Linked DNA regions of Mus musculus: regions 1, 2, 3, 4, 5 and 7 are each linked to region 6. A link is a contact called in public Hi-C and HiChIP or PLAC-seq data. All regions are on one chromosome and are shown on one strand. Each heading gives the region's core, a stretch centred on a gene start, on an enhancer-like site or on the middle of the called end of the contact. The rest is flanking DNA. Distances are from core to core; before and after follow the strand shown.

Evidence for each region. A called contact is a pair of places that touch in the nucleus more often than the background predicts. HiChIP or PLAC-seq counts read pairs in DNA pulled down with a chosen protein or histone mark.
Region 1: an H3K27ac HiChIP or PLAC-seq map of embryonic stem cells shows a contact between it and region 6, with 15 times the contacts expected there. The contact joins the enhancer-like site here to the promoter of Hexb in region 6. A contact is called at or near these places in 1 of 39 promoter capture datasets (embryonic stem cells), 1 of 15 datasets of contacts at CTCF or cohesin (the NIH/3T3 cell line), 1 of 484 Hi-C or Micro-C datasets (bone marrow-derived macrophages), 6 of 115 datasets of contacts at active chromatin or transcription factors (acute myeloid leukemia, embryonic stem cells, kidney and 2 more) and 3 of 9 other capture datasets (adipose tissue, embryonic stem cells and liver).
Region 2: an H3K27ac HiChIP or PLAC-seq map of extraembryonic endoderm stem cells shows a contact between it and region 6, with 9 times the contacts expected there. The contact joins the enhancer-like site here to the promoter of Hexb in region 6. A contact is called at or near these places in 1 of 39 promoter capture datasets (cranial neural crest), 1 of 484 Hi-C or Micro-C datasets (bone marrow-derived macrophages), 27 of 115 datasets of contacts at active chromatin or transcription factors (T-cell acute lymphoblastic leukemia, bone marrow-derived dendritic cells, bone marrow-derived macrophages and 15 more) and 2 of 9 other capture datasets (adipose tissue and embryonic stem cells).
Region 3: a contact with region 6 is called in a Hi-C map of B cells, with 22 read pairs. The contact joins the enhancer-like site here to the promoter of Hexb in region 6. A contact is called at or near these places in 2 of 39 promoter capture datasets (cranial neural crest and second pharyngeal arch cranial neural crest), 5 of 15 datasets of contacts at CTCF or cohesin (the NIH/3T3 cell line, embryonic stem cells and stem cell-derived epiblast-like cells), 15 of 484 Hi-C or Micro-C datasets (B cells, the C2C12 cell line, CD4 T cells and 9 more), 35 of 115 datasets of contacts at active chromatin or transcription factors (DN3 thymocytes, bone marrow-derived dendritic cells, bone marrow-derived macrophages and 20 more) and 3 of 9 other capture datasets (adipose tissue, liver and macrophages).
Region 4: a FOXA1 HiChIP or PLAC-seq map of pancreatic cancer cells shows a contact between it and region 6. The contact joins the enhancer-like site here to the promoter of Hexb in region 6. A contact is called at or near these places in 11 of 115 datasets of contacts at active chromatin or transcription factors (bone marrow-derived macrophages, craniofacial prominence, embryonic basal ganglia and 8 more) and 1 of 9 other capture datasets (liver).
Region 5: a contact with region 6 is called in an H3K4me3 HiChIP or PLAC-seq map of bone marrow-derived macrophages, with 5 times the contacts expected there. The contact joins the enhancer-like site here to the promoter of Hexb in region 6. A contact is called at or near these places in 1 of 484 Hi-C or Micro-C datasets (bone marrow-derived macrophages), 4 of 115 datasets of contacts at active chromatin or transcription factors (bone marrow-derived macrophages, embryonic midbrain, kidney and 1 more) and 2 of 9 other capture datasets (adipose tissue and embryonic stem cells).
Region 7: a contact with region 6 is called in an H3K4me3 HiChIP or PLAC-seq map of stem cell-derived neural progenitor cells, with 10 times the contacts expected there. The contact joins the enhancer-like site here to the promoter of Hexb in region 6. A contact is called at or near these places in 2 of 39 promoter capture datasets (neural stem cells and second pharyngeal arch cranial neural crest), 1 of 15 datasets of contacts at CTCF or cohesin (the NIH/3T3 cell line), 1 of 484 Hi-C or Micro-C datasets (bone marrow-derived macrophages), 9 of 115 datasets of contacts at active chromatin or transcription factors (bone marrow-derived macrophages, craniofacial prominence, embryonic basal ganglia and 5 more) and 1 of 9 other capture datasets (embryonic stem cells).

The regions. Positions count from the first base shown.
Region 1 is chr13:97,844,013-97,847,701 of GRCm38.p6, forward strand. No RefSeq gene overlaps it. Among named protein-coding and RNA genes, the nearest start is that of Gm41031, 20 kb to the left of the region's middle. Within about 2 kb of position 1,394, at least 6 of the 459 cell types and tissues checked have an H3K27ac peak or open chromatin away from gene starts, as enhancers often do. A contact at or near this core is called in embryonic stem cells, where this site is marked.
Region 2 is chr13:97,964,898-97,968,535 of GRCm38.p6, forward strand. It overlaps Arhgef28 (Rho guanine nucleotide exchange factor (GEF) 28), which reads right to left. Exons shown (of 36, transcript NM_012026.2): 19 at 2,391-2,535; 20 at 2,190-2,311; 21 at 511-651. Among named protein-coding and RNA genes, the nearest start is that of Gm34388, 73 kb to the left of the region's middle. Within about 2 kb of position 1,749, at least 8 of the 459 cell types and tissues checked have an H3K27ac peak or open chromatin away from gene starts, as enhancers often do. A contact at or near this core is called in extraembryonic endoderm stem cells, where this site is marked.
Region 3 is chr13:97,939,884-97,943,724 of GRCm38.p6, forward strand. Arhgef28 (Rho guanine nucleotide exchange factor (GEF) 28) reads right to left here. Exons shown (of 36, transcript NM_012026.2): 30 at 2,570-2,701. Among named protein-coding and RNA genes, the nearest start is that of Gm34388, 48 kb to the left of the region's middle. Within about 2 kb of position 1,413, at least 63 of the 459 cell types and tissues checked have an H3K27ac peak or open chromatin away from gene starts, as enhancers often do. A contact at or near this core is called in B cells, the C2C12 cell line, adipose tissue and 3 more, where this site is marked.
Region 4 is chr13:98,000,010-98,004,014 of GRCm38.p6, forward strand. All of the region lies in intron 9 of Arhgef28 (Rho guanine nucleotide exchange factor (GEF) 28), which reads right to left. Among named protein-coding and RNA genes, the nearest start is that of Gm34388, 110 kb to the left of the region's middle. Within about 2 kb of position 2,367, at least 53 of the 459 cell types and tissues checked have an H3K27ac peak or open chromatin away from gene starts, as enhancers often do. A contact at or near this core is called in pancreatic cancer cells, where this site is marked.
Region 5 is chr13:97,868,120-97,872,187 of GRCm38.p6, forward strand. All of the region lies in intron 3 of Gm34388 (a long non-coding RNA gene), which reads right to left. Among named protein-coding and RNA genes, the nearest start is that of Gm34388, 24 kb to the right of the region's middle. Within about 2 kb of position 1,277, at least 16 of the 459 cell types and tissues checked have an H3K27ac peak or open chromatin away from gene starts, as enhancers often do. A contact at or near this core is called in bone marrow-derived macrophages, where this site is marked.
Region 6 is chr13:97,196,214-97,200,378 of GRCm38.p6, forward strand. It overlaps Hexb (hexosaminidase B), which reads right to left and starts at 2,144. Exons shown (of 14, transcript NM_010422.2): 1 at 1,813-2,144. The coding sequence starts at 2,048.
Region 7 is chr13:97,908,704-97,912,576 of GRCm38.p6, forward strand. All of the region lies in intron 35 of Arhgef28 (Rho guanine nucleotide exchange factor (GEF) 28), which reads right to left. Among named protein-coding and RNA genes, the nearest start is that of Gm34388, 17 kb to the left of the region's middle. Within about 2 kb of position 2,513, at least 62 of the 459 cell types and tissues checked have an H3K27ac peak or open chromatin away from gene starts, as enhancers often do. A contact at or near this core is called in craniofacial prominence, forebrain and stem cell-derived neural progenitor cells, where this site is marked.

The sequences.
Region 1 (3,689 bases), core at 144-2,643, 650 kb after region 6:
TTGCTTTCTCCTGTAGCATCTCAGCATTCAGAATATGCTAGAAGTGCCTCCATTTGAGCAATGTAGCCACAGACGCCATCATTCTCCTGCTCAGCGAAGCACTTTGGGCTTGAGAGCTATACATGCTGAAGGAAAGCTCACCAAAGTCAACTCCATGGGACTGTATTTAGTTTCCTTTCTATTGCTGTGATAGAATACTCCGAGCAGAAGTGACTTGGAGAGGAGAGGACATAGGTCATCACCAAGGAAGTTAGAACAGGAACTCAAGGCAAGAATCTAGATCAGAAAAAAATGGAGAAACACTACCTGTTGTCTGACATCCTGGCTCATTCTTGACCAGCTTTCTTACACAGCCCTGGCTGGACCACCGTGGAGGGGAAAGACCACGATGACTCACAGTGGGTGGGCGCCCCCCTCTGTCAATTAAGACACTCAGGACAATCCCTCACAGACAGGCCCACAGACGAATCTGATAAAAGATGGTTACTCAACTGAGACTCTTTTTCAGATGATTACAGGGTATGTCAGGTTTTGAGTTCATGGTAAGTAGGACAGAATGTTAAACTGTTCTCATTTTTTGTTTGTTTTTAGAAATCTCACTCTTGAAACACAATCTGAACCCCAAACAGCTTTCTCTCCACAGTCCACTCTGGTCCCTAGAGTGCTGAGCCCATGTCTGGTTACCAGTGTTCAGTGTATCTGCCACGTGCCAGCAGATACAATAGACCAGCACCAACAAACACCCTGCCCAGAAAGGTCTCCTCTGTATTTTGGTGCCAGCCTAGATGCTTCTAATACGCAGTGAGACATAGACACCCTGAGTGGATCTAAGTCATCTTCACTCTCTCCGGATCATGGCAAAACTGGAAGTAACCTTCGTCTATTGCTCCTACGATGAATTCTCTCAACATTTTAGAGCATTCAGTTTATTTCTCCTAGTGACCCGTGTTTGATCTAGAAGACTGAGCAAATAAAAGCGAGCAGAATGAAGGAACCTAGACACATCACTTGGCGGTCAAGCTCCCAGAACTCCTCTTATCTACACAGGTATCTTCAAAACAGAGCGTTCGTTGTGGTTGTTCTCCAGTATCTTTCTCCTCGAATGCGTTTGCTGGTGTGCTTCCAGGTCAGTAAGCGGAGCACCCCACCCTTCTGAATGGCTGCTTGGCATCTGTGTGTGCCTCTACCATCCTTTCAAACAGACTTCTAGAGCAGGGCTGGGCGTTTGCTTGTGGGTTTGGGCTGCTACTTTGGTTTCTTTGGGGTTCTTCTGTATTGTATTGTTTTCCCACTGTAAGCACCGTTGAAGTGGGTGAGAGAGGACTAAGCTGGCACATTTCCTTAGGAGATATTCCTGAGAGTAAATTTGCTGAGGCAGGGTGTGATGCTTGCTGCAAATTGTTCCTTAAAACACCCTCCTCCAGACTGTGCTAACAAGTACTAACTTCGACCCAATACAGGCATCGCTGTCTTTGTTTAAAAGAAAAATCTATTCAGTCTAGCAAGTAAAAAATTTGTATGTGTTATGTGTTTCCATTTCTTTTAACTGGTGGGTCTTTTTTTTTTTTTTTTCCTTCTAATAATTTGAATGTCTCCTTTGAAAATATTTTATTCATGGTTTGGGCCTATTTCCTACCAGGTATGAACACCTTCCTCCCCATTTCCCTCTTTCCAGAGACAACCATGAAAAGTTAGATTTGTCTTCTTCCTGATCTTTTGCTGTGCATTAGGAAACACACATAGAGTTCTCAAATTTACTGTTACAACTTTTGCCAACTCTCAACTTCTCACCAACCAACTTCTTTTACATATAGTACCACATCAGCCATGTAAATTTACCTCAGTATATTGAAATGCTGAAAAAAAAAACCCACAATATGGGCGTATTGGTGCTTAGAATATTCCAGAATTCCATCATCAGTGAACATTTGAGTTGTATCCAAGTGTTTGGGGTTGTTTAATGCACATAATTCTTTATGCCTCTTTGATTATAAATGAATGTGCTCCAGGATCAGTACTTTGAAGAGAAATTAATGATTGTTATCAATTGCAATCAAAGTGCTCTCCGGAAAGCCAAGCTGCCTTCCACCAGGGGCATATCAGCGGGCCCATCTGCAGCAATGCTGACCTGTGGCCTCTGATTGCTTGCACTTATTTTGCAATTTGTCTTAGAACGTTGGTTACTAATTTTTAAAGCATCCTTTCTTGTCTCATCCTATTACTGAAGAGAGCACTCGCCCTCTCCACAGTAGGAGCCTTGTTCACGCTTTCCTTATGACTGTCAGCATTATTCCAGGAAATCTTTCACATCAGCCTGCCCAGCCTGGTGTCCCTGCCTGTCCCCTGAGCTTGGTTCTTGTCCTCCCTAGACTTCCTCCAACCTTCTGACTTCTCAGAACCGTGATCCTCAGCTGTCTTTCCATGCCAATTGCAGATCTCCCCTTCATGACATTTACCAACCATTCTTTGAACTTCTGTAAACGTCCTTTGCTTTGTTGTTTTAGAATTGCTAAGCCTCATAATAATAATGTTCAAAAATCTATTTATTAATCCTTGGCTCCGTATGAGCTGTTGTGCTAAGTGCTTTTGTAGATATCATGTCACCTATAACCTCTACACTATCAACATTTAGATTTTAAAAAAAAAATCTGAATATTGGAGAACTAAAACCATCTGCTCAAGGCCACCCATGAGTGGCAGGCCAGAGACTCCAAGCCACATTCCTCTGCTGCAGGTCCCATGCCTCCCACCACTCCACCCTGTGCCCTTCTCTCTTCTATGAGTGCTATGGTCTGAGTACTGTTCCACCTCAAAATCCATTTGTTGACATTGATTTTCTATTCAACAGAATTGAGATTTGTGCCTCTTGGAAGGTGATATATCCTACCCTCACTAGTAGAATTATTGTCCTAAGAGAAATTTGTAGGATCGCATTAGCACCTCACACCACAAAAGAAGATTCAATCTATGAGAATTCTGCCCTCACTAGACACCAACTTTGTTGATCTCTTTGTCTTAGGTTTCCCAGCCTCTAGAACTGTATGAATAAATGTCTGTGGTTCATAAGCAACCCAGTACTTGGTATTTTGTAAGAGCATCCTTTTACTACCCAGGCCAGGAGACTGGAGGTTCTTGAAACAGGATTTTGCCCTTTTTGGCATCTTCCATACAACATAACAGAATGCCGTAGGTGATCAGTTACCATGGTGATTGTTGACTGGTGTCCCTTCCAGGATCACATTCTGGGTGTGAATTATTAATCATTGATGGTGCCATCTAAATGATCAGGAAAGATCCATCTAACATTTTATGAAATGAAAGCCATGTCCACCCCTGCCCTGATGCATCTGTCTTATGCAAGCGCAATTTGGGATAAACAGGAAGTGCAGAACACAAGTCCTTGGCGTAAGGAGCTTTCATCCCCTACCTGAAGGGCAAAAGATAATTGAAATACTAACTGGTCATCAATCAAAGTGTCCCCCAAACACCTACCTAGAAAACAATGACGCGAATCAGGCTGAGAGTAATGACATACAACATACGCATTGTTAGGGAAAGAAAGTTTGCAGAAAGGTGAGGCCTCAGGAAGTAGCCTTGGCGGGAGGGGTGAAATAAGGACAGGCAAGGAAGGCCCTGCCAAGCAGCTTGAATGAGGTCTTGGGGCAGATTCGCAGCTCCTACAGCTTTCC
Region 2 (3,638 bases), core at 499-2,998, 770 kb after region 6:
GAGGGGTGGAAGGGTCCTAGTGGCCACTCCCCCATTGGGTCTGGGGTAGTAGAGATGAGATGTTGATTTAGCAAGTTGACTCAGGAAAGTTGGAGAGGAGAATGCATGCTAGCTGGGGGTGGGGAGGGGGATTAGGAATGCCTATCCTTTGAGCGTGTGTGTGTGTGTGTGTGTGTGTGTGTGTGTGTGTGTGTGTGTGTACGAGAGAATCCAGAGGGCTCCTGGACAGGCAGAGACTTGCGCATGCCCACTGGGAGCTCAGAGCAGGTTAACTAATTCAGGATTCCAGCAAGGGGCTGAAAGCATGTGACTCGCACAGAGCGGGTTAACTAATTCCTGCTACAGGGAAACAGAAGGTCCATGTCCGGAGGAGTTGCATAGTTTGTCTGAGATCAAAAAGCTGGAAAATGATAAAACCCGGCCCGAACCCAGGTCCAGACAGTGACACTGTCCATGTGTTTCCCCCACAGCCCGCTGCTTCAGCTGCAGGGGCATATTTGAAATGCTCACCAAAAATGACATCTTGTCTTTTGATGACATCCTTCTCCTGCCTACTGCAAAAGGAAGGGTCCACCACGAGACTCCAAGACTCTGCTTCAAACTCCTGAGCATCACTACTGAGGTCGATCCACAGAGAAGAATCCACAACATCTAGAAAAGAAAGGCCGGAAGTCTGTAAAGCACACATCATGAAGAGATCTTCAAGTACCAGGGTTTCAGGCTCAAACCTGCTAAAAGCACAGAAAGGCCCCAGCGAGAACGATACAGTACGGACCCGAATCATCTGAAAACCAGAAAGACAACTGCCGGGAGAGCAAAGAAGAGCGGTCTCCAACAGGAACTGCACGGGGAGGCTGTGGGATTACTGGAGATGCCTTGGTTTGTTTGGGCTCACTCTACTGGCGTTTTCCTTGGTGACCTTCAGAGTCCATGCAATGCTTACAGAGTCCTGACTTCACCCATTTCTTTTGCCTGGGTTATGTTCTACAGTTTACTCAGATCTGAATTTGGACTTGTCCGCTTGATATTACCCAGGACTTGGCAAAACAGAAAGCACAGTGCTAGGCTTGAGTCCCATGAGTACAAACGTTTGAGAAAGAGCTAAACACATGTACACAAACACCTTTCAGGAAAAGAACTACACACACACACACACACACACACACACACACACACACACACACACAAATAAACCTCTCAGGAAAACTAAAGCCTGCTTGCCCCAAACAATCCTCCTTAGAGGTCCCAGCTGGTGGTTGTAAGTATGAGATGACAATAGGCTTTAAAGAGCCAGAAGCTACACCCTACAAAATACACTCCAAAATGCTTTACTTCCCAGAAGTAGCAGGCAAAGGGGTGGGGCCCAGATCACATCTCTCCGAGATCTTAATTAAATATGTACTTGAGGAGTCTGCTCCAGTCTCTCAATAGCTGCGGAATGTTTCCAATGATAATGGCACAGTGCAGTTCATTCTTTTAACTCTATCCACCTCTTAGGAACGTGCTGCTGATAATCTCACTCCTGATCGTGTCCCTCGAGACTAGGTTGTCCTTTCTAACAACTTTTACTGAATTTGTCTTTGACACTTCACACGTGTATAAAAGACATCCTCAGCCCCCTCTCCTCGCTTTCCCCATCCCTTAACCTTCCTAACAAATCACTTTCCCACATTCAGGTATTTCTGAGATCGTTAAGAAAAGGAGACTCTACGTCAAGTAGATGCCATACGACTTCTAAAAGAACAACAGGAAGCTGAAAGGTTGCCTTATAGGTAAAGCGTTTGGTATGTAAGGGTGAGGACCAGAGTTTAGATCCTCCGGAAACCAAGCAAAAGCCAGCCGGGCATGGTGGCCTCCTGTAATCCCAGGACCTGGGAGGCAGAGATAGGCGATGCCCAAGGATAAGCTAGCTGCCTGGATTTATCCAGAATCGATGATCCTGCCTCAATCAATAACACCGAGAGTGATTAAAAAAACAAACAAACACCCAACATCGGTGCCAGGCCTCCACATGTTCTCTTATCCACACATGTATACACTCACACATGTTAACATGCATATACACATGTGTATACCACACACATACATAAACATAAGGAAAAGAATAAAGTAATACATCTTATTTCTTGTGCAGAATACCTCTGTCAGCTAAATGCTCATAGAGACCGAGGATCATACAAACATCTCACCTTCCATCATGAATGACTCCGTGGAAGGAGAAGAGCCCATAGACTGGAACAGCTCATCGGAATGAGACCTGCTTCTCCAGCTGTCACCCTCAGACTCTAACGATGTCACTGCCCTCCTGAAGCTGGGAGAAGTAGGGGGACACTAGTTAGCCCCAGCCACCATCCAGGACCACAAAAGTGAAGCAGCATGCAGAGCCTCACCTTTCCAAAGTGGTGCCGGGGACACTTCTGGACAGTGGATGCACCTGAGCCGCAAATTCCTTCCTTCCAGCTGGCAGTCCGATGGGCATAGAGGAAGAAGGGTGCAAGGAGAGCCCAGGTGCTGGGACGTCTCTGACTGAAGAGCCTGGAATTACAGTAGACACTCCATGTGCTAGCGCAGCATTTACAAGCAAAGAAAGTCAGAGATGTCCAGACAGGTAAACCCTCAAGCAGCCACTTCTACAGTGGTGTGGCCCAGTCTAGAAACCGGTCTGTTGGCCATTTCCTGGCATTTTTCAGATGTCCCTTCCTTTTCTCACCCTTCCAACACCCATGCTGCAGGGCTACTTCCACACCTTCCTTGGAGACTGTGGATGTCTGGGGTGACCCAAGCAAACAGGTGAATGGAATGGGGAAGCAAAGGCCAGCTTTCCCATAAACCACCGCGTGTACTCCTCCAAGCCAGCTTTAAGTAGACGCAAGGTGTTATTAGTTCTGCTGACAAAAATGCATATGGAGTGTGTAAACAAGGATGTCCACCCAGAGAGCAGCTCAGGGGAAAGGAATGATGGTGGGGAGTCTACTCCTTATGGAGCAGGACTCTCAGGCAACAAAGCCCAAAGCCCAGCCTGGCCCTTCTCTCTCATATACTGACAACAAGAGGGCATCGATACATTTACATTTGGTTTGAGCTATAAACAACTCAGGATGCTTCAGCCCCTTTGGATTATAGCTATGGAGTACACAGTGTAGCTATGGAGTACACAGTGTAGCTATGGAGTACACAGTGTAGCTATCGAGTATACCATCTGGACACACAGGGAGAATGTTTACAAAGGTTCCAGGATGTAACAAGGGAATATATCTCTGCTTTAGTCTCATGAATTTCACATAAAGAGGAGGAATAGATGACGTGGAAATGTCTAAATTCTAAGCTTCCGTTTTAGTCACCCGTTTAACCTCACGACAATAAGAAGCATCTCAGAAGTGATTTCAAAAGATGTTTAGGGCCAAAGCAAGGGGCTGAGTGGCAAGAGAGCTCAAACCAACTAGCATAACAACACACCCTATAGCATATCACCATGACTTAGCACACTTAATTGTCACCACCAAAGTGGTTTTCAAGATGTCAGTTATATTTTGATACAGCGTGGAACTTAAAAGTGACCAGGCACTTAAAATACCTGCAACTCAGCATGCAAAGCAACTGAAGAAATACAAGATAACAGAAGAAATGACAAAGTCTCT
Region 3 (3,841 bases), core at 163-2,662, 740 kb after region 6:
TGCCTGGGAAAGAAGTAATTTAAAACAGGTGCCCAGTGGAATTACAGCAAGGTCTCTTGGCAGACCCAGGTCCATAAAAGGCTCCCTCGAGGCCAGTACAAGAGCAGCAGCTGATGGACAAGGTTTAGAACGCAGGTCCAGAGGGCACTGATCTAAGAAGGCTGGAGGCAGCTAACACTTTATGGTCTCAGAGTCATAAAAACTGAGAGCCTGCCTCAGTTTCTCCTCATTTCCAGCTTTGCTCACACTTCCCACTTAAGCTTTAACACTGTAAATACATTTGACCTAGGAAAACACATCCAGAGATGTTAAGTACCAAATACAAATTTACCTTTACCGGTGAAACCTCGGTCGGCAGGATTTCATCATTGCTTTATGGATTTCAGTTAAAACTTAGGCTATGTTCACCTTTTCCTGACTTAAACCAGGCTTCTCAAGGCTGCTCCACCCCACCCCACCCCCAACTTCATTGGAGCAATATCTGACCAGGATCCTGACCAAAATACTCATTTTGTGATGTTTATAAACTTCTTTTAAAAATATGGTATCATCACGCATCTTTATTTCTAACAAGGGGCTGCCCCTTTCTCTTTGTTTAAATTTTAAAAATCACATGTATCACCATTAGGAAACAGCAGCTGCCCAGGATTCCAGAAAGCCTCTTCTAAGCCAGAGTTTTCTGTGAGTGGGAACCACTTCGAATGAACCCAGTGAAAAGCCAAGGTCACCCGGTGCAAGCGAGCACTTCTTAGGCAAGGATGTTGGAGGGACAATTTATAGCAACTTTTCCTAACGCCTAAAGAGACAGTCAAGCCATCTCCAAACCAGGAGCCAGTCTGTTCCTCTTGCCCACTTCCTCACATTAACAGTTAAACGTTGGAGGAAGCTAAGATGGGGCCGAGCAGAGGTAGAAGGGGAGTTTCCAGAAGTTTCTGCACCCTCAGGCATAGCTTCAGGGTGGGCAACAGGGTCTCCACTGGACTGACCATTCTGGACAGTAGAGTATAATAGTCTCCTTTGGTAAGTGTACTCATGAGCTTGTAACCTCAGACCGACAGGGGCTCGCTTCACAAAGGCCCTCCCTGAAGCCCACTGCAAAGCTACTCTGGTCCTTCTTTGAGGGATCCTCTTCTGCCCTTAACAACTGTATAAAGAGACCAAACTCTCAGAGCACCGTAATCCAAGCCAAGCCAAAAAGGATGGCTTCTGGCATACAGGTTCACCCCATGCCTGATCCTAACGGCAGGGCAGGCTGTTCTAGGTCTAGCAAATGGGTGTAGATTCTGTAGGATTCGGACAGGGAGAACCCTCACTGGCCTGCCTGAAGGGAGGAGAGGACCTGGGGAGGGCTCCAAACAGCTGCAGGGCACAGAGGAGCCTCCCAGCTGTCCCTGGGGCGGGGCTGATGGCGGCAAACCCTCAGTATTTTTAGAGAGCACTTCCTCAATGGCATAATGTGGCTCTTCTAAAGGAAATCACCCAGAGCAGTACAACTCCCTTGATGAATCTGGCCGGTCGAAATGAAAAACATATGTGCACATTCTGAAAATAGAAAGCCAGGGTTAAATAAAGCAGAATTTGGGAGGGGAAAATAATTTTGGGTGCTTGTAATAAAACAAAAACCAAAAAAAAAAAAAAAAAAGAATAGAACTAAAAAGTTATACTGCCCCTAGGCATTCTACTGAACCAAGGGATTTGTTACAAGAAAGTCTAAAACAGCATGCCTGTGGTAGCGCACACTTATAATCCTCGAACTTGGGAGAATCAGAAATTCAAGAATTCAAAGCTCATTCTCAACTACAAGAGGAAATTTAAGGCCAACGTGAAAGCCACATGGGACCATTGGGGGGGGGGAGGGTAAAAAAAAGCAGCTCGTGCAGACATTCTCTTTCCAAGTAAGGTTTGTACCATCCTCACATGAAAAATAGTCTCTTTATGCTCTTAGAACCCTTTTTTGGAATTCCGTATTTAGCTTAAAACTCTACATAAAAACAGCATAATTGGGCTCTGAGACATTGCTAAGCTTATTCTCTACCTTATTATTTTTAAAATACATTGACAGCTGAGTGTGATGGTGTACACCTGTGAGTTCAGTGCTTCTAAGGCAGGAGGATCATAAACTGAGATCTGCTCAAAACAGAGAGTATATTCCAACATGAAGAAGAGTCCCTGGGAGGGCTGAGGGTGAGGCTCAGTGGTAGGCTGCTCGCCTGGCATGTCCGAGGTCTTGGGTTCCTGTTTGGCAATCGTGTCTATAATGATGCCACCAAACCTCACGCTCACACGTGCACCTGCATGCCATGGGGGGAGGGGAGGCTTAGCCGAAGGACAGAACAGTACAGCCTACCAATGTTAAGTCTTTGTCCTTGAAATACAAGTGCCATTGTCACATATAATATCTCTTTATGACCAGCATGATTATTCTCAAGGTTTTTTTTTTCTAGTTACAAAAAAATTACATTAAGTTCCCCTGAAATCAGGTAGTTACTGCTTTTGTTTTATGTGACCACTATATGCACTAGAGGCTGTGCGCAGGCTCGTGGCCAAGGCCTGTGCTGTCGTCACTTACAAGCAGTTGGTGACGCTGGTACATCCTGTGTACTGGGTGTGTCCATCAGGACAGTCCCTCCAGGGCTTTCTTCGGATGACTGGCTTACATCGCCCATCTTTGAAGCCTTCACAGCCACTTGCAGACTCTCGGCTAGGAAGGAGGAAAAGCAAAACTAAATCTAAGCCATAAATATACAGAGAGATAGTGTAGTTTACCAGGTGTGTCCAACCTGCAACAGGTGGGCTGCATGGGCCCCAGGCGGTAATGACTAAAACTCAATGCAAAACTGTAAACTTACTTAAAATGTTATGAGTTTGTTTTGTGAATTAATGAATCGGATTGAAACTCTGCCACGTGGCTCTTGAGCAGGAACTTTGTAGATCACAATTTGTTGCAACACAAAGATTGGATGTTGTGATCAACCAAGAGTTGTTAAATCACATTTGATCAGCAACTGTTATTATACAACCCAGGGAACTACAATTTGGTTTTACTTTTCTTTATTTTTCCCCCTAAAAGAGCTTGCGGTAGACGACGCTGGGCTCAAACACCCTAAGGGTTACCTAAGGGTAACCCTGAACTCTTGACCCTCCTGCCTTTACCTCGCAAGTGCTGGGATTCCAGGAGTATGCCACCATGACTGGTTTCTATGACACAATAATTGATGCCCAAGGCCCCATACATCTTCAGCAAGAATTGTACTCACTGTACTACGTCCCCAGTCTGCCTTCCTGGTTCTAATAGTTGTATAAACACATGTTCATGAACACATAAACCTATATCCCCCAAAAGGCTGTGATCTGAAAAAAAATGAAAATACGTAACAGCTGGCCACTTACAGAAAAATCACGCAACCCCGCAGTCTACAGCAGCTGATAGCAGCACCCTTTTGCATAGAGAATTTAACATATTTTTTAAAAATCTATTGTATAAAATATTTCAAATGTAACTTTTAGTCAACTAGTATCCTGGAAACCTTCCTGTAATTCTATTAAGACACATGCACTATTGGGTATTAGGATTTGAAACATTGTTACTAAGATAGTAGCTGTTCCTCAAAGGAGTGTTTCTTCAAATCTGCTTTTAATGGTATACAGTTCCATCTGCTCTCTGGTCCTCGTGGGAAGTACCACTCCCTCAAAAGGAGCCATGTTTACTTACATAAAGGAGTCTCAGCTAGCAGGTGGAATGTGTCGGGGACCTTGTAACCATTTCTAAAGCATCCTCCACACAGACCACATTCGGGTCAGAGAACGACCCACTGAGCACCCACTGTTCTCTGGCTATGGC
Region 4 (4,005 bases), core at 1,117-3,616, 800 kb after region 6:
AGTCAGATATCCTGCATATCAGATGCTTACATTTAGATTCATAACAGCAGTATAACTGCTGTGAAGTATCGATGAAAACAAGTTTTATGGTTGGAGGTCACCACAACATAAGGACCTGTATTAAAGGGTCACGGGGCTAGGGAGGTTATGAGCCATAGTGACACATCTCCGTGGTTGATTTTTAGAATCCCCATAAGATTCGCACACTTCTCCTCCCTTTACATGATGTTATGTTGACAGAAATACCTTATCCCCAGTATAAACAGAAAGCCAGTCTTCCCTGACAAGAGTAGAAATGAATGGAGAGGCTTTTCTCCCCCTCAGGATTGAAGCAATACAATAAATCCCAAGTGTAGTTACCCATGCAAGCATTGAAGCCTGAGAGGCATGCCTCTGTCAAATGCGTGGAGACTCCAAGGGACCCAAGAAGCTATGAAGATGTAACACATGCAACTAACCTTTTCTTTCTAACGATGGACAGATCAGTAGAGCCCGATCATCAGGTCAGAGAGCTCGGTCAGGACATGACTTACTAATTCAGCAGTAGGATCAGAGTTCAAATCCCAGAACCCATGTCCGGAAGGAAAAAGAGCCGTGCATGGTAACACATGCCTGTCACCCCAGTCCTGGGGAGGTGACCACATCCCTAGAGCTTGCTAAACAGCCAGCCAAGCCACTCAGTGAGGCCCATGGCAAGGAGAGACCTGGCATAATTAACTCTACTGGGAATTTATTGTATTGTTTCAATTCTGAGGTGGCCAGCACTTGAAGAAGGACACCGAGGCTGTACTCTGGCTTCTACAGCATGAACACATATACACACACATGGACATATGTGCACACATGCGCATGCACACACACACACACACACACACACACGCACACACACACGCACACGCACACGCACAGCAACATGCAGAGCAAGTTGTAAAAGAAATGCCTAGTTATTACAGCTTGACTGTGAAATGTGCCCTCTGAGCTCTGTATTTGAGCACTTAGTCCTCACCTGGAGCACTCTCCCAGGAGGCCATGGGGCCCAGCTGGCACATACTGACAGGCAGTACAAGTTGTCCCCGTGTGACAGTCATAGCTACAAGTTCCCATCCACACAGACCTAGCCTCTCCTACCAACCTTCCCTCCCATGAATCTCCCACAAGATCTCCCTCCCTTAAACGACATCTGCCGGACTGCTCGCCACAGGCAGCAGAGAAAGTACCAAAGTTACCTCAGAGTATAGCTAGGCATGCACGGCTCGGTGTGAGTGGCTTGGTGCGACCTAGCATGAAGCTAGCCACCTCCAAGACAGCTGCTCCCAGACCTTGTCATCGCTTGTCACCCCAAGGATGACCCACTGTGTCAGTCTCTCCAGTGGGCTAAAGGGCAAGCCTGCTGAGGATCCCTCCCGGGATCCGTATCAAGTAGAAGAGAACTGACTCCACAAAGTTGTCCTCTGATTTAAACGCACACACATATGCATGCACATATACACACACACAAAAACAAACAATCCCATCCTAACTATAGCTTTACACGTTTAAACGTGACCCTGTAATCCCAGCACTTAGGAGGTGGAGTTCGTAAGGCAGAGGATCAGGGGTTCAAGGTCACCCTTGGCTACACAGTGAGGTTAAGGTCAGCCTGGGCTACACGAGGCCCTGTCTCACAAAAAGCAAAACAAAACAGCAACAAACCCCACGGCAGCTGGAACACACCAAACACTGCGTATGCTACATAAAAACCATGTACAAATGCTACTTTAATCGCGGTCACAATAGGATTTCTCTCATGTGATTCAAGAGCAGAAAACCTTCTAAATCTGAGGGATTATAGCTGCGGAGCGGAAAAGACCGATCAGTCAGATATGGCGGCGCTTTCCCAGAACAGCAGGGGTGGCTCAGGATGAGAGGACATGACAAGACAGGGTGGATGTGGGCCAGCTTTTTCCTGGGGTGCCTGCCGGATCAGCAGCTTCTCAGGGGATCCCCAGGTTTCCTTCAGTTATCATCCTCACTACTGGGTAGCTCCACCGGGAAGCCTAACCCACAGGTTCCCATCAGCAGCCCCTTGCTATGCTAGATGCTCTAGCAACAGGCGATTGCAAGGGACATTGTTTTGTTTTGTTTTGTTTGTTCTGGAAAGAGGGCCCTTTGGCACCAAGAGGGATGTGGCAGTGGAGGTGGCTGAAGTGTCTTGCTTCTCTGAAAGGTGCCACAAATCTAGCAGGAAGTGGTTGGCAACACACAGCAGCCTGGATGTCAGGAAGCTGACTTCTGATGAAACCCAGCTGGCCTTCGGGAAGGCCAGGCCCAGTAGCTAAAGGAAAGTGTAGCCTACTTGCCTGGTTATGTAAGAGACACACACCCAGACATAAACAAACCTGTGGCCAGCTTGCTGCAAAGCTGCTGCCTCGAAGGCCCTCACCCACTCCCTGCCTAGTTCTTACCACAAGGGCTAGGCAGGGCTTGCAGTCCAGAAGTTCTTGCCACAGTCTGGCAAATTAGTCTCTTTCCTCCCTCCCTCCCTCCCTTTCTTCCTTCCTTCCTTCCTTCCTTCCTTCCCTCCCTCCCTCCCTCCTTCCTTTTTTAGTTCCTGCAGTGTGCTTTGTCTTACCATAGGACAATACCAGCATAGCAGGATTTATTAAGAATAATTAGCCATAGCACCTCAGGTAAGCCTGGCTTCAGAGTTCAGCATGAAGCAGCCTATGAAACAGTGACCACTATTGTCAACAGTGGCCCTCAGGGGACAGACAGCTCTTGTAGCCTCCACTGGAACCCACAGCAGTGTTTGTCCAGGTCATTCACACGCCCTCGCTACCTCACTCTCTCTTACACCAGTTATATTTGCTTATTATACGTGATCATTTATCATCAGTTAAGAACGTAAGTCCTGTAAGAAAAGTGACTTTGTATGTTTTACTCACTTTGTCCCCAGGGCAGAGAAGTAGGGCGGGCCATAATCAATACACAATCCATAATTGTGGAAATAAGGAATAATTTCACCTCAAGAAAATACACTTGTACAAGGAACAATGAAGAGAACACTCGTTTCCGGGGCTGAAATGTTTTTGTTTTCTGCTTCTGGAAGCTTCTTTGGCTGTGTCTCAGCTGTGTCTTGCTCTGCCCCGACACTTTCTTCTTTCTCCCACCCATTCCAACTTTTTCCCCAATATTCACCATGAACCTGCTAATTGAATAACATGCCAGTCCAGCCCAGGCCTCTGCCTCTCTGACCTTTGCAAGCATCCTCAAGACCAATCCACTGCCATCAACGCCAAGTCTCTGCAGGCCAACAAGCCCGCCTGCCCTCCTGAGTTTTTGCATTTTGCCCTGTGGCATCTACCACACTCCAGAGGGGGAAAAATTAATTTCACTCCTCTGGATCGAGGTAGCTTTCTGGTTGAGTCTGATCAGTAAACAGAGCACGCAGAACAACACAGACCCTGTGTGCTTCCTCTGTACTGTTTAATCCCTTTACTTAAAACATCCAGAGATGGTCATAGTGGCAGAAGGCTGTAGTCCTAGCATTCAAGAGGCTGAGGCAGGAGGATTGTTGAGTGTAAAGCCTGTTTGGGCTACCCAGTGAGATTCTGCCTCAAAAAATGAACAGATAATCAAGTATTTACTCTCTTCTAGAGAAATACAGGAACATCAGGCAAAGTTGCAAATGAAGGAACAGGGAAAGGAAGAAAAAGCATGGAAGTGAGGGAGAAGAAATAAAATATGAGACACAGCAAAAGCACCACCTTCAGCACTCTCGTTCCCATGACAGACGGTGAACCCCATTGCTCTGGCTATATACACAGTGCTTACTGCAAACCAGACCCTCGTGATTCCATTCAGTCATCTGAGCCTAAACAACACGGGCAAGGAAGCCAAGGTGTCGTTCAAGCCCCGCCCCCAAGAGCACATGACCACTGTCAGTCACCTGCTGGCCTATTCTAAGTACTTTATTACTGGGGTCACTGAGTGTTCTATTGTGAAGCAAAGAATATCACGTTTGAC
Region 5 (4,068 bases), core at 27-2,526, 670 kb after region 6:
GCCACTTAAATACTGAAGCCTGGCTCAGATACTGTACCTGTTCCCTGTGCACTTTAAGATTTGAGCTGTTTATACACGGCATGGTTCCCATGTCTAAATAGGATGGGTATCGCCAGAGAACTGTATGTCTGTGAACATGTTTTGGGCGGAGCTGCACTGGGATTCCCAGAGGTTAGGAATAGTAAGACTAGACCATATGTAGAATACGAGACCATATGAAGCCAAGAGTTGTCATCTTTATATGCATTATGAGGCTTCTTTGGCCATCTCCTTCCACAAACGAAACCTTGATGCCCTCCCTGCAGCCTCCCCATCTCCCACTCCAATCTACTGTCTCACCTCACCCTTTTCCCTGCCTATACCCAACTCACACAGCAAGAGACACAAGCTCTATGTTTTTCCCACGACCACAGGTGCACCACAGGTCCACCTTCCATCTTCAACAGCTGAGCAAGCAGAGGCCTGGCTCTTGAGTTTACCCTTGGCCTTCAGTCTTCACAGGGAGCGAGCAGTTGTGCCCAAAGAAGAAAGACTAGCCCAGAGTGGGAAAATGATGGCTGGAAAATGAATGGGTCCTCAGATAAAAGCCTTGCTTTGAGCCACATTGATAGACCATTTATGCCTTTCTCAGACCACTCTGTAGTGGAAGCCCCAAGACAATGCATGTGAACATATAAGAGGTAGGTATTCTGGAGGGGAAAAAAATTCCACAGAATCCTGAGTTCTAAAATCCCAAATGATTTATTAAAAGATTAGCTATCAATGGTTGATGGCAGAGCTAAGCAGAGGTGGGGTAGGGAAAATGTTTCCTACCACAGAGCTGAGCCCTTCCTGTGCCCTTTAATTGAACATGCTATTCAATCCATCTGGGGCGAAGGGGTCAGTGGAAAGTGAGTCTGGAAGGAGGGCTCTGTGAAGTCATGTTTGTTTCCTGACTAGTTTCGCTAATGAGCAGCTCTTCTTAGCAGCTGCTAAGTGATGATATCCACGTGCCATGCAAACAAAGCGCGGACACCTGAGAGCTTTCTAGAAGCATTGCCGGATGCCCTCAGCACTGTCAGTGGTGTGAAGTCAGGGAGGTTCTTGCAAACCATGGTGCGAACAACAAGGAATTTCAGCTATTTTCCATAGCTTGATGAATCTATTCTAATTAGAATTTTCAGACTAGAGCGCACAATATTCCTAAAAAGACAAAATTACTCCTGGGGGTTTTAAAACTCCTTTCTGAGCCTCATGCTGTGTTTGCCTGTTCTGCACATAATGATTTATTGTGTCTTCTTTCTTCCGGTCCTTTTGAACTCTGCTTACTCTCTCTCTCTCTCTCTCTCTCTCTCTCTCTGTGTGTGTGTGTGTGTGTGTGTGTGTGCGCGCTCGCGCGCGCCCGCGTGCGCGTGTACATTTTTATGAGCTTTTCTCTCTTGAATTTCCTGTCATGAAGTCAGAGGATACATTTTTATTTTGTAATAAGGTTGCTTAAGTCACTTCCTCAATCTCTCTCTGGAGAGCTGGGTTTCAATAAAAGTACTTCGTGGGATCTCAGCATGTCCTTCCCTTTGTAGCTAGCTCCCTGCTTTGGGGTGATGAAGAGGAAATGGAAAGAAGCTATTGTCTACCGATGGCATGGCAGGAACAGAACACACATACTTAGGGAGAGTGGGTGTCAGGGTGCTCTGTACTTTCAAACAGCAGCCTTCTCTCCCTCTCTGGATCCCTTCTTCCCTCCACTTCCCATAGCACACAGTGGCTGTAGAATAAGACTGGTCTGCCCACACTCCCTTCTTGGCTCCATTTCTCTGCTACTGGGGCAGTGTGCACAGGGCTCTCAGAAACAGACTGATTGCTTTTATCCCTCTTGAAAATATTTATAACCAAACACTGGCAATCGCCCTGGGAAGCAGGCCTATAAATTTCCTCTTGCCTCCCACCTCTCCCTATCTTGAAACCGAAGATGAATCAATTCTAGAGTGGGATTGAAGAAGGGGGTGGGAAGAACCTTTGATGGATTCTGATAGTGATCTCTTATCTTATGGGCAGCACTCCGGTCTAACTTGAACATCTTGGTTTGGCCAGGGTGACTGACTGCTCACGGCAAAGCAAGGGCAAATGCTGTGGCACCGTGTGGAGCTCATGCTGGAGAGGGCTTGGAGACATTCCACTCTGTCTTAGACAGAAGGATACTTCACGCCACGGGCTGATGTGCATGCCAGCCTGGCAGCCTGGATACCCCCTCCGAATGAATAAGAAAACATGCAAAAATGCAGAAGGTCTGAACCTGGGGGGGGGTTGTTGAAATACTGAGTCTTGTTACAGTGAGTACCTTTAGCAGACACACTTCTATTCAGTCCACGTGGGCATGAGATGTCACATGCCACCCTGGCTTTAAGACAGGAGTTACATCTGAGAGGCTTGAATGGCTCCGGGCATCACCCAGCTTAATGATGGGAGAACATCAGAACTGGTAAAAGGTCACGGTGGCCCATGACTGTCTTTGGCCTTGCCTCTTATCAGTTGTGACGTGAGAAAGTCATTTGAATTATCTGAAAAATACAAATAATAATGCCCACGGCACAGTGAGATTGTGAGAACTGCGTAAGACAATGTACACAGGGCTCTCCCATGAACTCAGGCATGGCGTGACCTCAGTGAAGACTTAGTTTGTCACTGGTGTGATTGTAATGGTGCTGTGATGGTTCCCAGGCCGGCTCGGGCTGCTGTGACTTTGGTGTATGCAGAGGCTAGGGCAGGCCAAACACTTTGTCTTCAGGAAGTTTATACCACATTCATAGATAAATCAGCTTTTTGACGGGACTGGCTTGACATCTAGTCAGTGTGTCATTGCCAAATGCTATCTGTGGCCCTCATTTTCTAACCTGGTCACAAGGCCTGAATGGTGAGCCACTCCCACACCTGACTGTAATGGGTCTGGTTTTCATAATAGCATTCTAAAGTTCATTTTATTTTCTCACTTTTCTAGCTGGTCAGGACATGAAATCAGAGTTGGTGGTAACTAATTTTTCTGAGTCTAAAGAAATTATAGAAGCAAATTTTCTAAAGTTTTTGAGGTTTATAACCACTTCCCACTATCTTTAAGACCAGCTGGACAGGGATCCTCAGATCCATTTTTGTATGGACTTGGACAGAATGCTGAACTTATGTATACTGTCAAAGATTTCCCTGGTCTTTGTTTCTATACACTGACTACAGCGATTCCTCACGTATGCTGGAGGAGGGACCTTCATCCCACAAGGAGGATCCTGAACACTGGCGCCCTCTTGGTACTCACTGCCAGGTCCTCATCCTCCTGCATCAGTGATTCTCAACCCTCCATACGCTGTGACCCTTAACACAGTTCCTCATGCCATGGTGACCTCCAACCATAAAAGTATTTCCTTGCTACTTCATAACTGTTATTTTGCTACTAATCATAATCAGTAATATTAGCAATATCTGACATGTGACCCCCATGGAGGCCGTGATGCATAGGTTGAGAACCACTGTTCTGTAGGCAATCACCCCCAAACACCAGCGTTTACAGCCTGCTTACTCTCCAGACTACCCAAGACTCCCTCTGAGGCCTCCCTTTGTCTTCCTATCCAAAAGTGGTAATAATGCCCTCAACCTCACAAATCCTGAGGTGATTTATGACATATGAACAGACATGGAAGCCAGTGAATTTAGTAACCTGATATTAAATGTTGGTACTGTCTGACTTACATGATGGTCTGGACTCTGGGAGCTGGAGGGAAGCCTATTGCAATATAAGATGGGAATCCAGGATCTCCAGAGAGAGGACTGGCCTCTTTGTTGCCCAGCTTAAACCTTCCTCCTTCTCGGCTGTGATTGGTGGCAATGAGTTTAGGCTGATAAATTCCGGGAGTTCCTTCTCTCACTTAACTCCCATCCCCACCCAGGACCAGAAATAAAATCGCTCTCTGGAACCAGTCCCGTTTTGAATGATATATGTTTTGTAACACCCTTTCAATGAAATGCCATTGAAAGACTCTCCTTCATAGCCTAAAGTCCTTGAGCCTGTAATTAAATCCTGAATGATCAAAGAACACTACAGTA
Region 6 (4,165 bases), core at 894-3,393:
ACTGGCCACACATTAGTTGGACAAATCCTCCAGGTGACAATGACCAGGTCTTATTGTGAGATGGCAAGCCTGTTTTCAAACTACCTCCTAGCTGACTCAAGCCTTTGTCACTTTGTATCCATTAACAAGTAACTCGCCTGCTCAAGCAAGGCAAAAGGAAAATCCAGCCTGACCGCCAGCTCTAAATCAAGCAAGCCGCTTTTCAGACGTTATTCAGTCCAGTAGCTGGGCTACAATCCGGGATACCCCAATACTACCAGGCACTTTAGTTGTACATTTTTCGCTCTACCTGTGGGCCACAAAGCATTCCAGCCCATTAGCAATTCAACTCCAAAGGCTTTTTAGAGCAGGCCTCCAAAATAGGGTGACAGTACCCTCTTAGTTGTGCAAATTATAAGCAAAGCATTAGCCTTTCTGTGGCAGAGAACCCCCGCTGTTTCTGCTGCATCAGGGCCTCTTCCACTGAACCTTCCACAGCAAAGAGCCTAAAACACCCACCCTTAACTTTGTTTTGCATTCCCTGGTCAGCTGTTTGGTGTCCTGCAGGCAAAATCAAGTTATAGCTATATGCACCAGACACAGAGAAGAAGTGAAAGCAGGCGACACAGCTAGCACCAAATTACAGTTCCCAGGGGGCAGACCCTTCCGCCCAGGTCTCAAATCGAGAGGGCAGAGGGGGGATCCCATTCAAATACCGTCCCAAATACAATCTACCCTGCAACCAATAAGGTTAGCACAGCCCCTGTTCTTGGCAAGGGTGCCTACCTATGGCTGGCACTCTGTGCCCAGAGAATGCCCGGCTTGACAGTTAAGTGCTAAATGAGGCAAGGGTTTTTAGGAAACCTATTAGAGAGGAAGACAGAGCAACTACTGCCAAGTGTTGGGAAAACAAGAAGAAAAGCAGATGTTACTTAAGAGCCACTTGAAAGGCCATTTGGAAAGACTAACATTTGAATACCTAACATTATTAGGTATGGAACATAGCTCGGAAGGGGGAGGTCTCCTATAAAGTTTCAACTTAAGGTTTCCCCCATTCCCCTGACTACCACCCCAGAGCTCAGAGGTTTAGAACTCTTACTCTCTTACAGAGGACCCAGGTTCGGCTCTCAGCACCCGCATTAGGGGCTCACTCCAAAATTTCATGCCCTGGGCATCTGCAGGTATCTCCACACATGCGGTACACATAAATTCATGCAGTCATATACACTTAACGAAAAAAAAACTGAAGAGACTAAAGATATCTGAATTGTTGCCACATACGGAGCTGAAAGCGACACTGGGGATACCTAGGGCCCTTAAAAGATCCGTATCTAAGGATGCACTCAGAGGAGGTTCACTCTGCAGGCTAGGACCTTGTTCCCTCCCTATCTTTGGAGTCATCTCAACTGCCCATCTGAGGCCCAACAAACTGACTCCAGCAGAGTCACGGGTTCCATTGTTATTCTGTTTTGTTTTGGTTTTTGGAGACAGGGTTTCTCTGTATAGCCCTGGCTGTCCTGGAACTCACTCTGTAGACCAGGTTGGCCTCGAACTCAGAAATCCACCTGCCTCTGCCTCCCGAGTGCTGGGATTAAAGGCGTGCGCCACCACGCCCGGCCGTTGTTATTCGGAACCCATCCTAAGTAGGGTCCCTGAGCACCTAGGGCGCGAAAGAAGAAGCATGAACAGGTCAAGTCTTGGGCTTCAGTCTGCAAAGTTTGGACCTAAGTTAGACTGGCTAGTCATGCTGTCTTCCAGTCCTGTGAGACCCAAGTAGCCCGGCGATCCTTCTCTGTGCCCAAGGTCCCCTCCCCGCTGGGTGGGGCTGCTCACCGCCGAAACGCCTCCTGTAGCAGCGAGCAGGAAGGGCCCGCTGTGGAATTGGGACTGTGGTCGATGCTGAAGTCCTCCGCGGAGATGTACAACAGCCGCGGGAACATCTGCACCGAGCGCGGGAAGGGCCATAGCGCAGGTTGCAGTCGGGCCGGGGCCACTAGGGCCAGCGACACTAGCGACACCAGCGCCTGCAGCAGCAGCAGCCCGGGGGCGCTACGCGGGGACTGCGGCATGACTGCTCCGCGAGTCTGGCTAGGCAGTCTTTGGACCAACCTTCCAGTCTGGGTCGCTGGGAAGAAAGCATCCGTGCCCGGGTCACCAAGTCAGATGACCGAGCTCCCCGCCCGGGCTCCGCCTCCGAGAGGGGATTGGCCCGGAAATTGGGGGCAGGCTCGGTGCAGAGGCGGTCGCGCTCTAGCCGGGATGCTGGGGTGTGGCTCACGCCTGTCACGCCTGAGGAACTTGTTTGTGCAGCCCACTGACAGGCAAGACCTGTCTCTTCCTCCACTCTTCAGGTAGTGTTTTTGTCACTAAATCTGACGGTGGTGGACTCTGATTGATAAAACCTCCCGAGTCAGAATTCCCAGGAGTTGACTTTGGAAGTAATGGGAGGTTAAAATTTATGCATGGAAAAAAAAATAGATAGGGGGAGCATTTAAAACTTGGGATAGACGCGATGGACTACATAAATATTAAAGTGATACAAAGAGAATATTTCTGTAGTGGAGATTAATGTCGATGTATAGTTTTCCAAGGACCTTTATAACGATTAGCTAGGGCGAACGTGCATATGTGTAATCAGAGATTACAGTATGTCTAATCACAGGAAGGCAACTTAGTAAGTAAATAGATGCTAGAAGATTGCTGGAGAGATGGCTCAGCAGTTAAGAACTCTGTTCTCAAAAAGAACCGGGGGGGGGGGTCAATTTCCAGCACCCACTTGGTGGCTCACAACTGCCAATAACTCCAGTCCCAGGGAATACTTCACCCTTCTGGCCTCTGAGGTTACCAGGCACGCATGTGGTACACAGATGTACATACAGATAAAACACCCATACACATTGTGGGGGCTATTCCCGGTTGTCATCTTGTCTATATCTGGAATGAACTACAATCTAGAATTAGAGGGCTCACCTGTGATCCAGATCTTGAGGCTGGGAGACACAAGATTCTGACCTAGATCTTGACACAGAGATCTTGAGACATAGTGGCCATGAAAAGCTTAGGCCCAGGCTAGGTAGGACACACCTTTAATCCCAGGAGAATGAGGCAAGGAGAGCTTTGAGTTCAAGGTCAGCCTGGAACAAAGCAAGTCCCAGATCCAAGCCTGTTGGTATTTACCTTATAATCTGGGCCACACCTTCTGCTGAGGCCTACATAAGGACTTTGGAAGAAGGAGGATTCATTCTTCGCCTGCTTGCACTTAGTTGCCAACACATCTGTTAGAACCTACTTCTGCAGAAGACCAGCTGAAACAATGAGCCTCGTGGGCCTGAGCAGCTACTAGACTCTTGGACTTCCTATTCACAGCTGACCATTGTTGGGTTAGTTGGACTACAGGCTGTAAGTCATCACAGTAAATTCCCTTAATATTTGGAGACATTCTATAAGTTCTGTGACTCTAAAGAACCCTGACTAATACACACACAGGAAAAAAAAATTTTTTTAAAAAAAAAGAAGACTGCTAAGTAGTTCAAAAATTGGGTTGTATCCTACAAGAGCACAGAAATATAACCCGAATTATATCTAGTATAACCACCCCTAGATAAATAAAAGAAGGAATAATAATATTCCACTTATAATGAGGGCAACTTACACAGTAATTTGTGACAGGCCTCTGTATGTAGTATTTGGAGATAAACACATCTAGACACAATCGATATCACCAGACCCCTGTCTCTTCCCCTCTCTTAGAACTACCATCCAGGTTTCCTCTTCTAGCTTCATTTTCTACACTGGATGTTTACAAAGACTTTTCTGGCAGCTCTCTTTTGCACTGCTTGCTGTGCCTGTGTGGTTTGGGTTTGTCTGGATCCTCTTTTTTCCTTGTGTAAATGAGAACCTGCTTGATGTTTTGCTAGGGCATGCACTTGAGAGAGCACATGGTGTAAACAAGGGCTCAGGGCCAGCTCCTTACAGGAAAATGCATGTCTATCCTAATAAAATCCCAACCCCAGTCAAGAAGCTCAATGTCACAGCTTCTCCTTTAGGACAAAGCTAGTGAAGGCCCATAAGCAGCACGCAGCATGGAGAGGCGAGCAGGTGTGTGTAGGCTTGTATTTTTTTTTAAAGATTTATTTATTTATTATTATAGTAAGTACACTGTAGCTGTCTTCAGACACACCAGAAG
Region 7 (3,873 bases), core at 1,263-3,762, 710 kb after region 6:
AGGAAAAATCAAGAGCCAGACAGGTCAAAATTCTCAGCAGGAGTCAGAGGACACAGAAAAACAAATCCTTCCAAATCCAACAAGCTGTGATCCTGGGCGAACTGTTAAAAGCTAAGCGTCACAGTGGCAAAATAAATGAGATAAAATATTTCAATTTATTAGAAAATTTATTTTCACTACATCTTTTCTTAGGAAATACATCCATCCAGCAAGCAGCTCCCCCACCAGCACATATGTATGCATGTAACACACATACACACACATGCACAACATTCTCACATGTACACAAAATCACATATACACAACATGCATATACGCATGCACAGGCACACACACACACACACATACACATGCCTGTTATTAAGGCATATATTAGAGAGAAGGAAGTTGGGTGCTGAGCGCACAGGTTTCCACACAGGACATAAACTATGAAGGGACACGCACAGGGCTAGAGAGAACACAAGGCCATACTGGAGCAGAAGGACAAAGAAGCCATCACTCAAAATTTAAGACAGATAGGCAGACAGACAGACAGAGTGAAAGAAAAGAAAGAAGAGGGAGGGAGAAAGAGAATGGTCTCTTTCTGATCTTAAAAGTGTCTGCATATAACTGTAAAAAGATTTTCTTTGAAAGCTATTTCTCTGAGAAACTGTAGTGAGTCAGTTTGAAAGGAATTCCTAAGAGTGGATCTTTAGGAATTCTAGAACATAGGAGTTAAAAAGCAGCAATGGCATAAACACTGAAGTCTCAGGAGGTAGAACGTGAAAAGCTACTGACCATGCAAGGGTACCATCTCTCAGTGATGATCAAACATGGAAAGAACATCCCCCCAGTGTTATTTATGTGTTATGCCTGCAGAACCACAGTATCCTAATGATGCTAAGCCCTGAAGAGGACCAGACGTACCAGGAGTCGAAGGCACCAGTAGCAATGGTTCACTACACAGCCTTAGAAAACAAACCAAAACAAACCAAAAACAGTCCTGCAAAGCTAAGGACCCCTTTCCACTCCTGAATGTTATATTCTAAATAAATTCTCATTCATGTGCACAAGGCCTGAGTGCTTACTGGTCATAATTTGTAATGGAAAAGCATAAGAACTATGCAGCTTCCTCTTGCATAAGGCAAGGAATGCACTGGCCTTCATAGGTTGGAAGAGTATGTATCACACACATGCATAAATGCATACACTGAAGCAGAAAAGCCGGCTATAGAAAGACCTGTATGTAATAGTCACACAAACAGGTTCGAAAACATTGTAAGGAATCCTAACTATGGAACTGATTCTGAAATGTTTACTTACAAGAATAAAAAAAAAAAAAATGTGTTTGACATATGGGATATGGATGCACATCCCTGCCTAGGGAAGAGAGTGAAAACAGCATGTAGAGATGATATTCACAATAGCTCGGGTGTTAGTCAGCTCTGAAGAAGAAACTGAGAGTCACAGGAGGACAAACAGCCTTCTTTGTAAGTCACCATTCCCTGGGAAGAAAACGCAGCGACCTGAAGCAAACGTGGCCAACCGGTGCTAAGCGCTCACCGCGTGGCTAGCCTTTCCATTCTCTACATTTCCGGTCCTCATGACTAAACCTTCTATAGTAATGAATGCATTAAACACACAGGAAGGAACCTGCTGTTGCAAAGTAGTGTTTACCTCAGTAGCTTATTTTTAATAACTGGAAAAACGCACACATGATATTTGTGAAACTACTGGAAAATTAATCGTACAGCTGTCACACATTGATATGGAATTCCTGTCAATTTTTTTCCCCTAGGTGTGGTGATGGTGTTAAAAAAAACATTGACATCAGAGATTCCTTTAGGGGAAGATCGTGTGGTGAATATCTGAAATATAAAGGCCTGTGATGCTGTATTTTAATTGTTCAAGCTATATGAAGCAATTCTAGATTAGATTTTGTAACTGGTGTTTATATTTGGTTTTCAGAAGTTACTCTGAGGTATGAATGTGCATCTTAAAGACACTATGTTAAACTTATTTAATCCACACTTAAAGCATTTGTTATAAATTGAAAATAGTTCTACGGTATATTTTATTTGCAGCAATCATATGTGCAAATAACCATCACTAGGCGAATAAAATAAAATGTATTTTTTTAAAGTGCCTTATCTAGTAGAGACATTTATTGAAATGTTCAGGGCTTAATATATACGTATGGAAATGTTTACAATTTACTTTAAATACAGAATTGACGGAGGTGGGAATCTGAATGAAACATGGCGAGCCGAAATGTGGTGATGGTATGTGAGGAATTCCTACACTCCTCTGTTAATTTTGGGTCTGTTTGAAACCGTTTGTGACATATCCAGGTAGACAAGGGGTGTGTTCATCCTAAATAACACAGAGCAGTCAAACCCTGGCATGACTGGGAGGAGGGAAAGAGAAGTCAAGGATGAAGTACCACACAGCTACAGGCGGTATCCGCATGGTACCGGATCTTTCTGCGGCTCCTGGGAGTTTCTAAGCACAACAACAACAGAGCAGGCGGTCTGGAAACCGCCAGCAGCTTGACACTACCCACGCTGAAAGAGTTACGCTTCTCATTTTGCTGAGAGAAGAATCATTCCTCTGCCAGCTGAATAAGGCAGGAAGTCAACCTAGGAATTTTAATGCTGCGTTTACTGCTTGCTGGTTCAGTAGAGGGGAAAGCAGCTGCTAAAACTCTCCAGCATCCCAGACTTGGCCTTTCCCTTTAATCCAGAAGAAGGCAAGCAATTTAGTCAAACACACCCATGCTAATTAGTTCTACCTGCTACTTCGTAATTATGCTATTACCAGATTTTTAAAAATGAAATCCAATTCTTTGTTTTCAGTGCCTATGAATGAGGGTTTTCCCCTCTTGATTAATTACAAAATGACGGATGTTGAAGAATTTGCAGGCCCATCCTTTTTTGAAAAATTGGCTTTCTATTGTGCAATATAGGGTTTTGTTTTGTTTTTTGCTCCATAGTTTTTAATGAGAAACATTAACTTGGTAATTCTCATTTGTTTAAAATGACATTTGCTAAGAAGCCAAATCCTGAAGTATCACTTCTAATTACAGCCTTGAGTTTATGTCTCTCAAAAAGATTATAATTTAAAAAGCACGGTGTAATTGTAATACACAGCAAGTGTGTATGGTTTGAACAAGGTCTCATACCTTGGTTCTCTCCAAGCTTGTTATCATAGCAAAGATTACTACATTTTTAAACATTAAAATGAAAATACTTTAGGAATTACATAATTACAAAAGTAGGAAGTTTATAGGAAAGAGGGAAACATTAAGATTTTTTTTTCTTTTAAATGATTGAAACAGCAATCAAAAGCAAGCCAGGTGTTGTGGGGCATACCTGTAATCCCAACACTGTGGGGAACGAAGCAGAACTACTGTGAAGTTAAAGATTAAACTTCACATGGGGATGAGGGAAGAAAGAGAGAGAGAGAATATGAATATGAATGAAAATGATTATCTCTTTGGAAACATCTCTCTCAAGAGAGCTGACTTAAGGCTGTCTTGTAAATAAGCACAGAAAATGGAGCTATGTACCTGTTGATATTTGTATTTCCTGACCTGTGACCCCAGACCAGAGCTGAAGGAAAGCCACCTAGCAGCCTTTGCTTATCTAGGTGATAAAGATGACCAAGGTTGTCTAGTAAGTTCCTCTTTTGACACAGATCTGTTTCTTTGACAAACAATTCTATTCAAGAAACAACACCCATCTGGCCAGATGATTTTACTCCTTATTAGTGAAAGACAAGAGCAGAAGTCATGTTTGGTAGCCTCGGGTACTCCCTTCAGTCATGTTTGGTAGCCTCGGGTACTCCCTTCAGTCATGTTTGGTAGCCTCGGGTACTCCCTTCAGTCATGTTTGG